Regions from separate parts of the Sus scrofa genome. Here region 2 is linked to region 1. A link is a contact called in public Hi-C data. All regions are on one chromosome and are shown on one strand. Each heading gives the region's core, a stretch centred on a gene start, on an enhancer-like site or on the middle of the called end of the contact. The rest is flanking DNA. Distances are from core to core; before and after follow the strand shown.

Region 1 (2,700 bases), core at 80-2,579:
TTCCTCTTACTCCTCCTGGAAGGTCTGAGTCTCCAGAATTCTCATCATCTTGCTGGGCCTGGACAGGGTTCTCCTGGACTGTTCAGTCTGAATGCCACACACTAGCGGCCACTGTCTAATATGGTAGGGCGTACGTGTCAATGATTTTGTTTAGCTGCTATTCAGAAAGCCTATCCTTGTCCTGAGGTGTAAGCATTCTAAGGGCGAGGGCTGGGTCCTTGTATGGGATCAGACTACCACAAGGTGAATTAGGGGTTTCCTTAACAGTAAAGGATGACACCTATGGCATCTATCTTGGGAGACTATCTGCACTCTAAACGCTTTTGGTACTGCTGAATATAGGTTTAGCATGTTCCTATCAAAAGAAAAAAAAACAAACATTTCATTTAATTCAACAAATGCCCTGAATGTCTATTATATGCAAGACACGATTTAGGTATTTTCAGGAAAAATAATGAACAAAAGATGTGAGTATTACTTTATGGTCTCTTACACCTTACTGGTGGATCAAAACAACTACTATACAAGGCAAAACAAGATGAATGTCATGAAGGGGTACAGGTCGTGAAGGGATTTAAAGATGAGTGAAATCACACTGGATGAAGAAACCAGGGACTACTTTAAGAAGAAGGTGTCATTTTAGGTAGTTTTCAAATGATGGGTAGAATTTTGATATAGATTATCTACAGATCAGCTTAAATGGCATTTAACATTAATTAACATCTCAACTTTAAATGAAAGTTGCTATTTTCACAAGAAGTGCCAATATTTAGATTATGCATATACGAAGCAGCAGCTAAGGACTGCAAATCAACGTGTTTTCACGTTGTCAGAGACATATTTTGGACAAAAAGCAGACTTCTGTAAAGCCCTTTATAAACCTCAATGGTTTAGTTACAAAGTGAGCAACATAGGGCATTTTGGATACAAATGGAACCTCGCTGTATGTGTGTATTATTGGCCCAAATGATTCACTCTTATTTAACTGCAATGAAGTCTTTCATCTCCCAGCTATACAGTAATAGTTTCCATATGACCGGTGGCTCTGCTATAAATAAGATCAAAAGCAAAAGAAAGGATTTAATAAAAGAAAATGACATTAAGAGTAGCATTAAATCAGGGAAAAAAAATACCAATATCCAACTTTTTTTTTTTAAGAGCAAAGCTTCACAGAGCACCAAGCCGTTTCCCCAATATGTCATGAAAAGGCATTTGCAAGTGGTAGGCATGCACAAAATCCATTTGTGTATGCCTGAGAGTGGCAAAGATGAAGTTGGGGGCTGGGAGGTTGGGGAAGAACACCCCCATTTAGAGGCAGGAGGAGAACAGGTACTGGACCAAACAGCAAGTTTCACGCTGTGGAGTTCAAGGGAATGGGCCTGTGGCGGACGTCCATCCACTGCTCTGTCCTTGGCTCTTCTATTTAATGGAGATGGACTTTTTGGTAATCCTGAGTCTCTCAGAGAATCATAACATTGCTCAACTCGACTACATAAGTTCTGAGAAAGGAAGTTTTTTTTGGCAATGCACAGTGACCCGATACGAAGAGCCAACTTCCCAAACAAATTTTCTTCTAGTTCTTTAAAAAAAAAATTACAATGTTAATCTCTATTCCCGACTGGATAAACAGCTGCTAATAACCTCCAGCGCCCAAGGGAGGAGTTCATTTCCTTTCATCTTCAGTCTGGTGGATATCTGACGTGCACTGGACTTTAGCGATTCCACATGTTTTGTGCTTTGCCATGCAAAACTGCCTGGCCTTGCCCATGCAGGTCCCTCTTCTTTCCTTCTTTGAGACCGCATCCAGAAACTCAGAGGATGGACCAGGCTCTGGGACTACTTATTTGAAACTGTAGTTCTTTTTACTGTGGGTGTATTTAGAGAGGAAATGCAAGTACATAAAGGAAGTTAAAGGCTTGGACCTTCGTTTTTGAAGCCTTGGGAGGGAAACAGCCATTTCAGAGAGAGCTAATTACGCACTCAAGGGCTGGCTACGTTCAAAGATACTCTATTTCTAACAGCATCTCGAACGTGATTACTTTATCTGTTTGCCTCCTAAATAAAGGAGCCAACCTCAACACTTTTTCCTCTAATAGGAAGGACTCTGCAGAAGATTATAGGGCCAGCCGGGCCCCAGCGTCTTTCTCACTTGTTCCTGAGCACCTGCTTTTACTGGTGACCTCAGTTCTACACCTCAAGATTCAGACACTTCGCAAAACAGCTTTTTAAACAAAAACCAGCTGTTTCCCATCTAGACTACAGGGGGGAAAATTGGGGGCAGCTTACAGAAACATTACCCAGAGACTACCATTCTCCAATAACTTTCACACACTTTCAGCTCCAAACGAGACCCGGTCCTGTTGCAGAAGCCAGGGAGAAGGCAAAAATGTGAAATTAAAATGTGGAAACTTAACACCGTGGTTTTTGACAATATGTCCAATTAACTGCGTGAAAATGAATGTGGCTATTGTATCAGGACAATGCTTCCCCAAAGATGTCATTTAACTAATACTGGACAGATCTTTCCGTTAAACTCAACTTTATAGTTGTAAGATGATTTATGTATCCAGAGGAAGCTATAATTATGTACAACTTCAAATGCCAATCAATTAGGTAAAATCCCCGCATTTCAGAAATCTGATGTTTAAAGCTTCATTTTTTGTTGTTTAGGTTTTCCTTCCTAAAGCTGCTCTGCCTAAA
Region 2 (2,700 bases), core at 62-2,561, 170 kb after region 1:
AAATAACTCTTTAAGGCCACTAAAGTGCCACTTGAGCCACCGGAGTAATGATTTTCTGAATCAGCAATTTGTACAAGGGTTCCCTAGAGACCTGAAGGACTAAGCCTAACCCTGAAATCACTCAACTTACTTCTAATGAGTAACTTACTACCGGCTTTATGTGAATAAGGTCTTAACAGTTCTGCCTGCCTTGCTGTCTATTTTTATTGTGGTTTGTGTCTATGGTGGTTGGGTAGAACCAAGGCAATGAAGGACTGTGGGGAGCCTCTGAAGAAACAACATATGTACTTGAAATCTTATTTTTTTTTTTAATTTGAAGAAATGGAATACTTTTTCAAATAAAAATGAAAAATGGTCAATCTTGCATCCACACCAAAGGTATCAAACGCAAGTAGAAATTAAAGATTTTTGCTATAGTCTTAGGAGGAAAGGAAGACATAGGATGGGTGTACAGAAAAGCATACCCCCTAGCCCCTGCAATGCAATTCTATGGCTCAGAACCCCTGCTGATCATGAGAATCATTAGTAAAACTTTTCTGAAAATAGATACCTGGGTTTTGTACCTCGGGGTACTTACATTCAGTGGAATGGGGTTTGGAATCTCTATATTATATTTTTATTTTTGTTTGTTTTCCTTTTTTTCATTTATAATGATTTTTATTTTTTCCATTATAGCTGGTTTACAGTGTTCTGTCAATTTTCTACTGTATAGAAAGGTGACCCAGTTACACATACATGTATACATTCTTTTTTCTCACATTATCATGCTCCATCGTAAGTGACTAGGAATCTCTATTTTTTAAATAAAAGTCCACTGATTTGTCTACCAAGTCAGGGATAAGAACAATCGATTTATGTGGACTGATTTAGTCTTTCAGGTTACATCAGAGGAAATTCCAATACACTTGGTAACCTGGTAGATAACAACAACAAAAACAACAGCAAAAAAAATCCATGACTACTCAATCCAACCTATTTAGCTGGATTTTTCAAAAGCAAACATGTGTTGATCTCCAAGATCCTTTCAGACAGGTCCTTTCCATGGGTTAGAGAAGCCTTTTTCTGGAAGTGCACTAACTCTTTACATGTGTTCATCTCCACTCATGAAGACTGATGGTTTTAAAGAAATTCATCTCACATTACCAAGTAGAGGGCCCTAACAAACAACAGAATTCCAAGACATAAGTGTCCTGGATGTGAGAGGAAAACCCTCTTCTATCAGATCCACTGGTCCCCTCCTGCTTCCTTCCCCAAGACAGAGTCACCTTTAGACTCTAGGCTTAACTTCCAGCGAACCTGCCTTGGTTTGCTAACCTAAAAGGGCTCTTTCCCTGTCTATTCCCCATGCCCATGCTCTACTAAGGACATTAAACTCCATGTAAGCGGAAGAAGTCTGGTTCTTTGATTCCTCTGGAAGAGCTCTATGACATTCCCAGCCAGATGCAGCAGAGACAGTATCATAGGAGGAAGACTTGCTTGCTCAACTCTTTAGAATTTATCAGCAAATTTTAAGAAAATAAGCAGCTAAGTCTCACCACGCAAATCGCCTTTAGCAATAAATTATGTGCTGCCCATTAAACTGATGTTCTGAGCCTTACTAACATTAGTTGTAAAAAATAATAATGACCAAATTCCAGATTAGGTACAGCAGAACAGAACACAGAGGCAAAGGCTGAATATTACGTTTGTTACAAAGAGTCTATATGAGAAAATTACATATTTTAGAGCCATGACATTGAGGGGATGGCCTCAGTTTCCAAGCTGAGCTCACAACTAACAATTAGAATATAACCATTATCATCTCTTGAAGGAACCACAAGCACTGATATGATAATCAAGAATGCACAAAAATAAGGGAGGTGGGGGTTTCAAAAAAATTTTTAATGCAGCTTATACAAATGTACTATACTTACACATATACACAAATGTATATAAGTAACATTTTAAGCCACAGGCAGAAGATAATCTAAGTATATATACTGGATAGCCACTAGAATGCAGTTCATGATTATTGGACAATATTAAATAAATCAAAGTAAATAAAAATTCAGATGATTTATCCAAAACATCTGAAGGTAACTGCTATCAAAAAACTTAGATGACATTTCCCTGCTTCTCTAGCTCTAAGGTCTTTGATCATTTCATATATTGGGAGATTGGTTTGGGGTTTTGATGAAATGTGTTTACAACTTAGGGAAACATATATTATCATTTGTAATATATTCGATGACCATTTCTATAGTCTTAGATTATATAGGGTCTATATTACTAAACATACACTACTGAGAAGTTCGGGTGGAAGAGCCCATAATTCAAAATACAATTCAGGGCATTCAGAGAGCAGAGTAGGAGGACTGCTAACCATTGAACCTGCTCTTCAAGGAAGGTGATGGTTCACGGATAAAATTACACAAACCACTGAGTCCCACACTAGGATGTTTGAGAAAAACCTCCGGATTGCTGAATGTATGATCATGACTAAATCAAGAGAGGAAGGAGGGGGACACAGGAAGGAAGGGGAGAGGCAGAGGAAATGATGATGAGGGAGGAGGAAGAATGGAGGAAGGAGAGAGAAGGGGCGTAGTCACAACAGTGACCGCATCCTATCAAAAATATGCAAGAAAATAAAATACATCACGTGGAGCAGATGCTTACAGACAGCAATTTTCAGTCCTGAAGCTTGCAAAAATGATCCTCTGA

The links. Hi-C and Micro-C count contacts between places; a contact is called where the count stands out from the background.
Region 2: a contact with region 1 is called in a Hi-C map of retroperitoneal adipose tissue, with 2.2 times the contacts expected there. The contact joins two enhancer-like sites. A contact is called at or near these places in 19 of 47 Hi-C or Micro-C datasets (alveolar macrophages, brain, embryonic fibroblasts and 11 more) and 2 of 2 datasets of contacts at active chromatin or transcription factors (alveolar macrophages and skeletal muscle).

What each region holds. Positions count from the first base shown.
Region 1 is chr1:104,734,647-104,737,346 of Sscrofa11.1, forward strand. All of the region lies in intron 15 of TCF4 (transcription factor 4), which reads right to left. Among named protein-coding and RNA genes, the nearest start is that of CCDC68, 260 kb to the left of the region's middle. Within about 2 kb of position 1,330, at least 24 of the 83 cell types and tissues checked have an H3K27ac peak or open chromatin away from gene starts, as enhancers often do. A contact at or near this core is called in retroperitoneal adipose tissue, where this site is marked.
Region 2 is chr1:104,904,345-104,907,044 of Sscrofa11.1, forward strand. All of the region lies in intron 5 of TCF4 (transcription factor 4), which reads right to left. Among named protein-coding and RNA genes, the nearest start is that of TCF4, 170 kb to the right of the region's middle. Within about 2 kb of position 1,312, at least 3 of the 83 cell types and tissues checked have an H3K27ac peak or open chromatin away from gene starts, as enhancers often do. A contact at or near this core is called in retroperitoneal adipose tissue, where this site is marked.